2 separate regions of the Zea mays genome follow, and region 2 is linked to region 1. The links are chromatin contacts, called in public Hi-C maps. All regions are on one chromosome and are shown on one strand. Each heading gives the region's core, a stretch centred on a gene start, on an enhancer-like site or on the middle of the called end of the contact. The rest is flanking DNA. Distances are from core to core; before and after follow the strand shown. Region 1 holds the start of LOC118471899 (dirigent protein 16). Region 2 holds the start of LOC118471934 (xyloglucan galactosyltransferase KATAMARI1 homolog).

The links. Hi-C and Micro-C count contacts between places; a contact is called where the count stands out from the background.
Region 2: a Hi-C map of root tip shows a contact between it and region 1, with 9 times the contacts expected there. The contact joins the promoter of LOC118471934 here to the promoter of LOC118471899 in region 1. A contact is called at or near these places in 3 of 25 Hi-C or Micro-C datasets (ear, root tip and tassel).

What each region holds. Positions count from the first base shown.
Region 1 is chr1:9,571,394-9,574,556 of Zm-B73-REFERENCE-NAM-5.0, reverse strand. It overlaps LOC118471899 (dirigent protein 16), which reads right to left and starts at 1,580. Exons shown (of 1, transcript XM_035962598.1): 1 at 392-1,580. The coding sequence starts at 1,500. The coding sequence ends at 652. It overlaps LOC103644420, which reads right to left. Exons shown (of 2, transcript XM_008667626.4): 2 at 1,610-1,752. The coding sequence ends at 1,631. It overlaps LOC103631706, which reads left to right. Exons shown (of 7, transcript XM_008652738.3): 7 at 1-459. The coding sequence ends at 165.
Region 2 is chr1:9,769,197-9,772,359 of Zm-B73-REFERENCE-NAM-5.0, reverse strand. LOC118471934 (xyloglucan galactosyltransferase KATAMARI1 homolog) reads right to left here and starts at 1,663. Exons shown (of 1, transcript XM_035962608.1): 1 at 1-1,663. The coding sequence starts at 1,298.

The sequences.
Region 1 (3,163 bases), core at 331-2,830:
GATGGGATCTGTGAAGGCATGGCGATGCTGCAGAACGGTCTCAAGGTCATGCGAGGCGCCTTTGGTGAAGGGGACTTCGCTGATCTGAAGGATAGGTTTGCTGCACACTTGTCTCGCCTCGAGGATGCAGTTTCCCAGTTTGCTAGTTTATCCGACGAAATTTGATATAGTGCACTGTATGTCGCGCTGTTACCTTTAACTGCAAAAGAGCATTCATTCTAGTACAGTTCACGATCATAGCACAGCTGATCTCTCTCGTGGCAAGCAAGCTCCAGAGTCATCGGGTTGACAGATCGTTCAACATGGCCAGCACAACTTCAAGGTTTGCAGGTCATCTCCGCGCCGGCGCTTGCGTGGCGACGGCCCTTGTGGCTTGTTGGCTTGTGGGGCGAAAATGCAAGAAAATGGATGTGAATTATCTTTTGTATAATAACCACACGACATCATGTACTGCTTTAATTTAACAATTGGTAGTACACCCTGCAGACGAGGCGAATACAATTTTTGACCCATGCAAACACTACATTGCAATTGCATGCATGCATGCATCCACCGACGAGGCGACGACCTCGACACGTCCGAAACAACACAGCCCAGGCTTCACTGCAGCCACGACAGCCGACAAGCGCTGGCTTACTTTACGGTCACAACTTAAGCAAGATGGACGGTGATCCTCAGCAGCGTCTCTGCGCCATCGGTGACGTGCTGGCCGGAAGCGATGAGCGGGCGTACCTCGGCGAACCCGCAGGCACCCTTGAACTTGCCGGTGCCTCCGGTGATGGACAGCCGGCACAGCGGGGTGCCCACCTTGTACACCCCGAAGAAGTTGATCGTGTCGCCGTACTCGCCGCCCTCCATCATGGCCGTGAACGCCATCATCTGCGACGACCCATCGGCGGAGCTCGCCACGTACACGCCCTGCGCGCGCCCGAGCGGCTGCGCGCCGAGGTCGGGCCCGCTCGTCAGCACGTCGTCGATGACCGTGATGGTGCCGAACCCGAGGCTGAGGCCGTCGGGGCCCAGCTGCACCTGCGCCGGTGCCGCCGCCGCCGCGCCGCCGCCGTTCCCAGTCCCTGGCTGCAAGAACCCGGCGCCGGACAAGCCGGTGTCCAGCGGGATGCCGGTGTTGCCGTTGTACGTGGGCACCTGCCCGTTGGCGTTGGGGATCGCCACGCCGTTCCTGGGCGCGCTGAAGCCGATGGGCCGCGCGAAGGGGACCTGCCCGTTGTAGATGTTGCCCAGCAAACCGGTGATGGGCCGCGCCGTCGGGCTCGACCCGCCCAGGATGTCGTGCATGTAGAGTTCCAGAGGCGCGTCCGGCCCGCCCGCGCCCACTACGCCGCCGCCAGTGCCACTGCCTCCTGGCTGCGGGTTTGTGGCGGCCACCGCGGCGCCGGTCGTTGCCGAGGCAGGTATCTGCGCATGGATGGCGGAGGCGTGGAGCGTGACGATGAGAAGAACGGCGAGAGGGGCGGACGGAAATGGGAAGAAGCTCGACATCTTGGGTTTTGGTTGGTTGGACGTGCAGGTTTCTGCTGCTCGATCGATCAGCTGTGTATATTTTTCTTTGTGTTTCTGGGTAAGTTAAACGATTGGCGAGACAATGGTTTTATATATGCATCCCAAGGCATTAATGAATGAGTGCAGTAGTTGTGTCATATGTGTTCCTGATTTGTGACCAAGGACGTCCGGAGGAAGAGTGAAGCAGTTGAGCTGTGAGGAACTGAAGTGGGTCTACCTGAACCAACGAGCCTGAAATATGAAGTGAAATGTTAGCTGGTCTCATCTCAACGAAAGGAACACTTGAAAACAAAAGCTGAAACAAATGCTGATCCCAGTGTCTTGATTTAACGCTGAATGCTGAAGCTTGACTTGGCCCAGAGCTAACTTGTCGGTGACCGTTCTCGAGACGATTTCATTCCCCGGACGACTGGAAGTCTGGAACTGAAATGCAGGGCAAGATTGCGGATGCAACCGGAGTACGTGTCTGATCTTTTAGCCTGAATCCAGTTAACTGTTTAATACTTCTCTCAATAAATAATTTATTCTTAGAGCTAGTTTGGTAAACCCATTTTCCTAACGTGGCGTTTGGATCCCTTCATTTTAGAAGAATTGGAATTCACTCAATAAAGTAACTTATTTAGTTTGGAATTTGACATTCCACCACTTTCCCAAGTTCAGATATAAGCCTATCTCAAATTCATGGGGTGGAGGGTGAGAAATGATTTTATGCATTACTAGAATTGGTTTCTAATCTATAACTTACATGACACTCTTCGTCTCACTCCCCTATAGTAAAAATGTAGCACATAAATATCTCCGACATCTTACTAATAATAATATACAAATATATTTTGCATAAAGCCGAATTAGCTTAATTGATATATTCCTAAATTACTATTATTAGAATGGAATTCAATTCCAATGATCCAAACGGGGCGTAAGAGATTTCTATTTTCCTAACGCCTCGTTTGGATCATTGGAATTGAATTTCATTCTAATAATAGTAATTTAGATATATATCAATTAAGATAATTTGGTTTTATACAAAATATATTTGTATACTATTATTAACAAGATGTCAGAGATATTTATGTGCTACATTTTTACTATAGAGGAGTGAGACAAAGAGTGTCATGTAAGTTACAGAGTAGAAATAAATTCTACTAATGCATAAAATCATTTCCCATCCTCCACCCAATGAATTTGAGATAGACTTATATATGAACGTTGGAAAGTGGTGGAATATCAAATTCCAAACTAAATAACTTATTTTATCGAGTGAATTCCAATTTCTTTAAAATAAAGGGATCCAAACGTCCCGTAAGAGAAATTAGTTCATTTTCTGTTAGAAGCAGCGGTGGAATAGTGGTAGAAGAAGTCTCAAGGAGGAAGAAGAAGGGAGGACGACAGAATCTGCAGGATTTTTTTGTGTTCGTATTGTTCAAGTCTGCATCCATACAATGGCAGCCGCCATTTAACTCTCTCTCTCACAGCTCTCCTCTAGGCTACACAAAACCCTGTAGACGAGAACTGGGCCTGCGGACACGGCTTCCCCTTCTTGGGCCTGCTTCTGCGACTTGGGCTTCATTCTCGGAAGAGCAGCACGCCGGCTCAGGAGTAGTGGACGTAACACTCCCTCCCCCTTGGAGACCTGCTTGCC
Region 2 (3,163 bases), core at 414-2,913, 200 kb before region 1:
GAGTCAAAGGCAGATCTTCTTGTGTAGGAGTCACCCTGGGGCTGCAAACAGAACATAGAACTCTGGAACATCTTCATGATTGTGCTCGGGGAGTGGCACTTGCTCTCCCCAAGGTCACACTCCAACAATTTACAAAGGCTTGAGCTCCTGCATTGATCGATGAGCTGCCCTCTGATGGACATTGGATCACCAGGACGTGGAGCGCCTGCAAACGAGAACAGCCATGGGCGTTCCAAGCTCCTCATCCTATCCTGCCAAAGGAAAACCTCAGCGTCCTTGGCCGGGTGGAAGTACGTAGGATATGGTATTCCAAAATCATTTGAATTCCACGGGCTCGACTCCACCACGAGCATCGACATGTTCTTTGCAGCCGGCAAGAAAAGCAGCTTGCTGCCCCAATCTGCTTCCTCCTCCGTCAACCTCCTGAAATCCCAGGTGATCCTCCCGGCAACCAGGAAATGGTCCCGCCCACCCATCACGCTCCACTCGGGCTTGTTCATCAGCCACTCCACCAAATCAAGCGACGCCGCATCCCTCGTCGTGATATTATAGCCCCAGAGATACCTTGCCACATCGAACCCAGCGTAGAACGGCACGAACACCGCCGCGGCAACGGACGAGTCCTTGGTCAGGCACTCGTACTGCTTCATCCTGTTGCCGAAGATGACATCCACGGAGAACTGGTTGGTGCCATACCAGCCGGTGTCGGAGAACACGCCCTCCTCGTTGCCCAGCGGCGGGCCGAGCCCGTCGTTGCTCATGAACCTGCACATGTTGGTCCAGACGCTGAGCTTCTCGCAGTCCCGGAGCATGTCCTCGTTGAACCGCGGCGGCAGGTCGTGCACGTAGATGTACCGGCCGCCGCAGGGGTCGCTCTGGTTCTCCGCCGTCCTGAGCGCCCGCTCGAACGGGTACGGCGCCGCGACCTCGGGCGGCGCCTCCTCCCGGCGGACTCCGGCGGCAACCTCGTCCTCCGCCTCCTTGGGCCGCGCGGCAGGAGGAGGAGGAGGAGGAGGCGGCGGCGGAGGCGGCTCCGAGGCGAAGGCGAGGGGAACGTCGACGCGAGACGCGCCGTCGCGTTCGGGAATGCGGGTGTGGGCGCCGGCAATGCGAGCCTCGGCGCCCTGCGCCGCCGAGGCGGCGGGGTCGTTGGAGACGACGGCGAAGTGGAAGTAGAAGATGAGGACCCAGAACATGGCGCAGAGCGTGGCGAGGAAGCAGAGGCGCGACGACGCCGGCTTGCCGCCGCCCTTGTCCACGTCGTCGTGGTGGGCCGGCAGGACCGGCCGCCGCCTCATTGAAGACCGCCCCGGGCCTCTCCGCACCGACACGGGTAGCTCTCAAAACCGAAGCACGGGCCCCGTGCCACGCCACATCAACGCCAGGCCGCCGCAAGGCGACGGACGGAGGGCGGAACCGGGCCGCCGAAACAGCGGCGGGATCGGGACGGGCGGCCGGGCGCGGGGAAACCGGATCGGCGGATCGCGCGAGACCGGGGTTGGAGGAGGAGTGGGGGACGGGACGGGACGGAACGGAACGGAACGGGGGAAAAGGGAGGTTTTGGTGTTTGGCTTTACGCGGGCGCTCCGGACGACGGAGGCGGAGCGCGAGAGGCTTTCGCTAGCGTCCGGCCGGCGTGGGATTTTGTATGTAGCCTGCGATTTGGAGGCTTTTGAACTGGGCACGGGCGTTTATTATTGCCGGTGGCGGGGACGGACGGGGGAGAGACGTGGCGGCCGGGCGTGTTCGGTGCTGGGTGGGGCAGCCGGTTGCGCGGGACGTGGGGCAGTAGTGGCGTGCGCGTAGCCGACGTGGCGGTGGCCGCTGGCCAGTGGGGACGGAGAAAGCCAGCAACGCCGGGAACGGAATGGGGAGCGTGACTGCGGAGAGTGACTACGCGGACAATTTCCCCGGTCACCGGCGTGAGTCGTTGCTGGTGTGGTCTACAGCTGTGGCACGCGGACCGTGCCCGTGTCTTGCTGCGGCCTGGGACTGAGAGGTTGGGGTGCTTTCCAGACGCTGTGCAAGTTGAAATCTTGTCTTGTACCGTGGCAGTGGCAGGCTTGCACCGTCGGATGGCGACAGCGTGTTGACATCGGCAAGCAGCGTCGAAACGGTGGTCATCAAGTGCACGCCCGTCACCTCTTTTTCACCCGCTGTCATGTGCATTTGGCATGCGAGTTAACCCTGACATCAGATGGATGATGGAACAACATGTCGCCCGACCACGAAGCTACCATTGATAGATAGAGTATACTTCAGCATCGTCTGGGGCTGTACGTCGTGGGGGTCGACTATAATGTGGCAGAAAACTCTCAACAGTCGGTACTCTCCGAACAATTAATAATAATCCATTCGCAAAAAACCAGTTGACCTAGAAATTGATAAGCACAGTAAAAAAAAAAGGTACTACGAAACAGGAGTAGTACACCAGACCAGTGGACTTTCAGCCGACCTACATTCTGTCTTGGACTTTGTCATACAGGCAATGTAGTACTACAAAAGTACAGAACAACAACTGGCCGCTTAATCATTGCCGATGCGCTTTGTTTACACCTGTTGAGGAGGTCATGACCATGATCAGCTGCGGGGCAAAGGACAAAGAGTAGTAGAGCACAGGTCACATGGATCCAACTATCCAAAGGACAGGTGCGCCGTGCGCGAAAGCCACAGCGCCGCGGCAGCAGGCGACCGACTGACCGAGACAGCACATAAAAAAACCGGAACCGGGAACCGTGGGACTGGGACGGCCGGCGCTCCACTCCACCCACACAGACAGACGTGCGTGCGCCGGCCGGCCGTCGGTGGCGCTGTCCCGGCGTCACGGCGGCCGCGTGTCCAGTGGCCACGGCCGCTACGTCAGTTCCGTGGCCTGCAGGCCGCAGGCGTGACGTGCCGGGCTCGCGCGGCAGCCGGGCCGGCCGGCAGGTGCAGAGCGAGCAGCAGAGGTCACGCCGACGCCGTCCCGTGACAGCAGGATCCGCCGCATCAGATCCCAAAAGCAAAGCGGGATGGGCGGCGGTTCCGTTCTGCCGACACTGGCTCCGATGCATCTGCTCTCTCTTTTCTTTTCCTTGGCCGCGGTGCAATTCCTGGATGCTGTCCTTGACCACGGTCGGAGCTCGTAAAACGTAGAGTAGTAAAAAATAGACCGGTAGAAATT